2 separate regions of the Ovis aries genome follow, and region 2 is linked to region 1. A link is a contact called in public Hi-C data. All regions are on one chromosome and are shown on one strand. The core of a region is the stretch at or near the end of the contact, and the rest is flanking DNA. Distances in the headings are between cores, read along the strand shown. Region 1 holds the start of LOC121818518 (sterile alpha motif domain-containing protein 1-like). Region 2 holds the start of CCNYL1 (cyclin Y like 1).

Evidence for each region. Hi-C and Micro-C count contacts between places; a contact is called where the count stands out from the background.
Region 2: a contact with region 1 is called in a Hi-C map of muscle, with 3 times the contacts expected there. The contact joins the promoter of CCNYL1 here to the promoter of LOC121818518 in region 1. A contact is called at or near these places in 4 of 16 Hi-C or Micro-C datasets (blood, hypothalamus, liver and 1 more).

The regions. Positions count from the first base shown.
Region 1 is chr2:209,639,604-209,642,712 of ARS-UI_Ramb_v3.0, reverse strand. It overlaps LOC121818518 (sterile alpha motif domain-containing protein 1-like), which reads left to right and starts at 1,677. Exons shown (of 5, transcript XM_042242714.1): 1 at 1,677-1,953; 2 at 2,035-2,755. The coding sequence starts at 1,677. CREB1 (cAMP responsive element binding protein 1) reads right to left here and starts at 2,464. Exons shown (of 9, transcript XR_009599419.1): 1 at 2,394-2,464.
Region 2 is chr2:209,790,334-209,793,611 of ARS-UI_Ramb_v3.0, reverse strand. It overlaps CCNYL1 (cyclin Y like 1), which reads right to left and starts at 1,934. Exons shown (of 10, transcript XM_042244107.1): 1 at 1,327-1,934. The coding sequence starts at 1,552.

The DNA of each region.
Region 1 (3,109 bases), core at 428-2,927:
GGAGAAAAAAAAAATGATTCAAAAGGAGTTACACTGGAGTTTCATATTCCATAAGAAATGCCCTTTTAATAGTTTTCAGTTAATTTCTATCAAAGACTCACTGCCTTTCTGAATACACCTCCATTAAAAAACGGTTCAAGCAGATTTAACTGTAATTTCTGCTGATCCCTGGGAGGGGATAGAAGTATAACTTAGTAACATGTTACAAATGAATATTCAAATATTAATGATTACAAGTTTACAAAGTTTCACCTGAGACTGCTAAGAATTAGATTATGAATTTATAATTTAAAAATTTAAAAGATCTTTTGGATAAAACAAAAGAAAAACTATCATAACTTAAAAAAAAAAATTCAACAAAGGAAGAATCATTGTCAGTATCTGTAAGGGAAAAGAAATTCTGTTCAACTTATGCTGGTTTGCAGAAAAGCCTTAAGGAAAATCAGTAATCTATGGCATCATCAACACCATAATTTCCTCAGTGTTTGGAAATAAAATCACCTTCCCAACCCTTAACGGAAAACTATTTCATCTTCTTAATTAAATTTTTTGGCAATGAAAAATGGCTAATGTGTTTTTTTAAAAAAAATACTAGTAATACAGCAAGGAGGTTTTGGAAAAGTGACTTGGATAAAGAAAATCAGAAGACAGTGCTCATACTAACAGTATTTATTCCTAACAAGAAACCTTGTATCAATCACCATTGTATCATACCATGAGACAGGGAAGTATTTTAAAAAGAACCTTTTGCATTACCTAAAATAACCGTTTTGGTTTATATTTAAATCAGGAAATGAATGTAAAAGATTTCAACAACTGGCAACCAAAAGTATTTTATACTAAACCTTTAGAAGGCAGAACTGATGAAAGCTAACGCTAGCATGAAATTTTAACTTCTGAAGAAGGTAAGACAAACTTAAATAGGTCACATCCCATGGTCCTTTAAAAACTGTCTTGATGTGTCAATGATTTTTCTGCTGTCCGTTTTCCCCAAAAGGGAAAGAAAAAATATACCTTGTGGCTTAAATTATTGTGGGTCTGGGGCTAGGGTTACCTACTACGGGCGAAGCAAATAATGCATACTTTTAAATGGCTATTTTTAGAATTAGGGTTAACCAATTTTGTATTTAAGAAAGATGTGAGAAATATGGTCGGGTTGCGAGGGGAGATCCAAAGGACCCAACACCACGGCTGTCCCCCGCCAAGGTGACGTGAAACAAAAGTACATCGCTAATACTCGTTTCAACGAAGTGTTTCAGAATGATAGCTCTCAAGTGATTACCTTATTGAAAAGGGTTAAAACCGAAACTGTTTTCAAAAATCAGCTTCCCTTTTACAAGATCCCAATAGGTTTTTTTTAAAATTACAAATATATTTTTCTTAGCATCCCCTTCCTCCCCCAAAGAATGCATTTCTATGACTACTAATTAAAAAACAAAAAAAAAAAAGGGTGAGGGAAAGAGTCAAAAAATTATTTTAAAAAGCGCGAGTTCTCATTACCTCATGTTAGCAGAAAAGCACAGAAAACAGCATTTTCCCAATGGGGCGGGAGCGGGGGGAAAGGGCGTGAATAAAATACAGGACGAGAGGAAAACCTTGGGTTTCGAACTTTATTGCACAAAGAGAGAAGAGGAGAGTAGGTCAGACTGAGCACCGCTTCCCCTCGCTAGGCGAGCATGGCAGACACGGAGGCTACCGGGAAGGCAGGCACCTTCACCTCCTCTGCCCTTAACTGTCGCCTTCTTCCTCCTCCACCCCCCGCGGGCACCCCGGCGGCGCTGCCCTGGCGGATTGCGGGCCGGGTCGGGGGGCGAGACTGTCGGCGGGGGCCGGGCAGGCGGCACAGGAGGCAGCGCCGGCCGGGCCGGCGGGCGGCCTCCCCCGGGGCGGCTCCGGACTCCCGGCTCCGCGCCCGGCCCGGCCCGCCGGCGGCGGGAACGCGGGCGCCAGCTCGCCGCGGCCGGCCGCCCGCCCGCACACACCCCCGGCCGCCGGCTCCCACCCCGCCCGCCGCCCGCCGCCCCCCGCCATGAGCGCCGCCGCTGGCTGCAGGCAGAGTCGCTGCCGCCCCGGCCGCCGCTGGCTCCAGTCCGCCGCCATTATTCTTTGTTCGCTGCGAGCGGCGGCGATGGTGTGGGGCTCGGGCGGAGGCTCCATCTTTACCGCGGCCCCTCCTGCGAGGGGAAGGCCCCAAGCGCGGGTGTCCGGCGCCTCCCCGTCCCCCCTCCGTCCCCCCGGCTCTCTCCGGCTCCTGCCTCCTCCTCCTGCTCCTCTTACCGGTGGTACAAGCTCCTCCGTCACTGCTTTCGTTCGCGGCCCGGATCTCGCTGGAGTTTTATTCTCTCCCCCACGTAACACACCGCGTCAAACTACACCTCCGCCGCGTCACTCACCAACACTCCGCTTCTCCCAGCCGCCCGGGCCACAGGCAGCACCAGCCGCCGCCGACTGAGGACTCGCAGCCAGGGAGCCAGCCAGCGCCGCCCAGTGCCGAGTGCGCAGCGGCCGCGCACGGAAACAGCCGAGCTCGGTCCGGAGGAGCTCGAGCGGCCCCGCCCTCCGCGCTGGAGGCGGAAGTTGCCGAAGGCTTTCGAGTTCCTTCGGGCGCGGCGGAGGGGTTCCTCCGGGAGAGGGAAAGCGGCAGTGGGCTGGGACCCGGGGGTGGGGAAGAGGGGGTCTGTCTAAGCGGCCCCGCTGCCCTCGCCGCGTATCGACGGTTTAAGGCCGGCGGCGGAAACTTGCAGGAAGAACTGGGGTTTGTGTGTGGCGCGGTGGGGAATTCCCGAGGGGTGTGGACGGTTCGATGGAAACCCCCGCGCGGGCTGCCCTTGCGGCTGTAAGCGGCGGGCTCTAGGGCGGCTGCAGCGTCACGGGCCTGGGCCCCAGAGCGCCTCCCGTCCCGGGAACTTTCAAAAGCTGCAGAGACCAGAAAGACGCGCCTCCGGGTCGGGGCCGCGGCTGAGCGCGGAGGCCCTGCGGAGCCGGGGAGGAAGGCCTGCTGCAGCTCTGCGGTTCCCCGAGGCCTCGGCCGGACGCTGGGGTGCTAGGCCTCGGCGCGGCGCCGGCGCGGCCCAGGGGCGTCGTGGGCCCCTGTGGGAAGGGTTTTCCG
Region 2 (3,278 bases), core at 685-3,184, 150 kb before region 1:
TAAACAGAAAAGCTATAAGACATTTTCTCTAAAGAAATACTCTCTGGCATTTAAATGAAACAATTGGGCCAATGGGGCTTTAACATCTTCACGACACAATGTTTTCTACCTTAAAGAACACAGTCTTTATTAATGAACCACAGTGTTATTCAGAATCTTTTTTTTTTTAAAGCTAGAGCCGTCCAGTTTCAAAATTCTAGAGGAAAAAAATCAAACATTTTCTCTCCTCTGCTCCATGACAACCCACGCCCACCCCCAGTCATTTCGTCTTCAGAATTTTACCTGAACATTCTGAAAGTTGAATAGGATTCCACTGGCAGGAGGGGGTTGGAAGGAGAGGTAGCCATGGAGACAACTTTTCTGCAGGATCTGCCATCTTAACTGCCAAATCTTTGTATTACAAATAAAAGTCTGAATTTCTTTTTTCTCCTTTGAAACTTTTGACCAACAGTTTCAGGAACCACCCCCACCCCTCCCTTAGAAGAGGCAACATGCAAGTGGTTAAAGCTGGGGAACTGAAGACATTTTTGTGTCAAAGTGGGACTGTTAATCAGAGCTCCGTGAGGTAGTCTTTCGGTAAAAACAAACAACAAAACTAGTCCCTGCAGCCGTTGCAGTAACGTTTCACTCCGTTTACAGTTTTTTTAAGCCCCACTCTCACCTTTTTCTTTCCTAGCGTGTTCAGATTACAGTTAGAATAAGGTCGCTTCAATCAGGACAACTCTAGACAGAATTTTACTTAACGCCACACTAACTGTCGATCTGTTTTGATTTTAAATAACAAATCCTAAAATCTGTCTTAATTGTCCCGAATATCAACTATCCTAACGAGTGGAAGTGTATCTAGATCCTTACCTCGTTCCTTCACTTAGGTACCATCTGGATAGGTAAGGATAGGGAGATGGGATGGATATCGCCGAAGTTGGAAGTATTTAAGTTTTCATTGAGAAAAGAAGAGAATACATCAGAAAGTCTTTACAAAGTCCCACGAAATGTTAAATAGAATCACGAACAGGAGGGGCCTCAGACTTGAGGGTCTCGGGTTGGGCTGCGAAATGGGAATGGGGGAAGAATTGGGCGTTCGGGTAGAGAAGAGGGAGAGAGACTGGCCGGACGCGACGGGGAAAGAATAAGGGGTGGGGACACCAGGCAGGGCCAGCCTCCGTCCCCGGTGCCCAGCCCCGAGAGAGCCAACTCCAGGCAGGAAGGAGCCCTAGGCGGCGGCTCCCTCCAGGGGGACCCGGGGGTCGGCGGAGGCCAGAGGTAAGCCCGAGAGCAGACGGCGCCGGCCCCGCGAGGGGCTAGGCGCGCCGGCCGCTTTCTTACCTTCGGGCATCTCCCGGTCGCTGATGTGCTGCAGGTGGTGGCCTTCACCCGCTCCGAAATCCAACTCGGTGGGTTCCACGGCAGCCGGCGCCGGTGCTACTGCCACCGCGTCTCCGGCCGCCGCCTCGTAGACCTCAGACTCGTAGTCTGGCTCCGCCGGCCCCGCGCGCCGGCCCAACTTGGGGCTGGCATTGGGGGACACGCAACAGGTCAGCGTGTTCCCCATGGGGCGCCTCCGCTCCTCGCTGCCGTCGCCTCTGCTCGGCCCCCGACTCCGCCGAGCTCAGAAGCCGCCCCCTCCCCCAACAATGGCGCGGCGGGCACGGGCAGCCCCGGGCTATGCCGGGGCTGCGCCGCGCATGTAGACGCGGCCTCGCCTGCCTCTCGCCTGTCCGCCCCGCCGCCGGGCCCGGGGCAGGGCTCCGGCCCCGGCCGCACCCCCGCTGTCTCGCCGCCGCCGCCTCCCCGGAGTCAACTAGTCTGTGAAGGCGGCGACCAGCCCGGCTTATTTAAAAGGGGTGGGGACCCGACAAGCGCTGAGACGCGCAGCCACTGCCGGGAGAGAGCGCGGTCGGAGCTCCTCCTCCTTCCGCCGCCGCCTCCCGACTGAAAGGCGCTCGCCTGGCTGGCCCTTGCCAACCGGAACGCGTCCTTCGGTCACCTGGTTACGAGGGACCAATCACACACAAAGTTTCCTCCCAGCGCCCGCCTCAGAGAGCAGGCACGTGACTCACAATGCCCCGCCCCCACCCTGCGGCTGCTCCGCCCCTCGAGTGGCGCGCCCTGGACTCCTGTTTCCATTCATCGTGCGGCAGTCGGAGCTTTCCGGTCCTTCGGGAAGCGGTGAGGGAGTTTGTGAATCGAAGCTGTTCTGAGTCAGTGGGCTCTATAGAAGGCTTGTTAGTAAAGAGTCAGTTCCGTTAGCAACTCGGTTTCATCGGGTCTGACAGCTGACTGATTTGATGCATTGCTCAACGAACTTAGTTACACCCGAATCGTTGAGTTTTTTGTAACTAAATGCTCCTCTCGAACTGACTTCGAAAGAGTGTTAGTTTCCGCCTTCAGTTTAACCATAGCAACCCCTCTGTGTCCGTGTCTTGAATGAGACTTGAGGACACGTCACCCCTCCACTTCCTCATCGGTAAATTAGGGACCGAACTCCTCCCTCCCAACTCTGAAACGCTGGGATTCAGCAACTCGATTTTCTCGCTGTTTCTCTCTTCCACGGCACGACTCTCCAGGTTTCCTTACTTTCACCCTACTTTATGTGTAACATAAAGCACAAAGCACGATTTTTCTCGTACGAAACTGAGAGTCACAAAGTGAAGTACCACGGTTTTTATTTAATAAAGATGATGGTAAAGATATACTCCCAAGGTCACATGATTGCTCAGGGGTATGGCCAGGATTTGGTCTCCGATTGTGTGGATCCCCAAAGGCACCTTATTGTGATTATCAGAAAATAAAAGTAGAAGTCAAATTTGATTGGAAGTGGCAAGGGAATGTCTCTAAGGGAGAACAATTTTTTGAGGTGGCTTTAAAAATACTTTCCCTTCTTTCAACATTGGTTAGTCCCTCCTACTTTCTAGGCACTGTGTTCCTGCAATAGCCCTGCCCTCGATGAGCTCAGTCAGGCGCAAGAGAAAATAAAGGCTTAGAAAGTCCAGTTGTCTGAGGTCAGTCACACTGCTGCCAAGTACTTGAACCTGAAATTCAAACCTAGATCTATCTAACCCCAAAGTAGGTTCTGGGGTAAAGAGCTTGATTTTTTCCCCCCAGAAACAGGAAAGCCTTTGAATGTTGTGACGTTCAGTTCAGTTCAGTCGCTCAGTCGTGTCCGACTCTTTGCGACCCCATGAATCGCAGCACGCCAGGCCTCCCTGTTCATCACCATCTCCCGGAGTTCACTCAGACTCATGTCCATCGAGTCCGTGATGCCATCCAGCCATCTG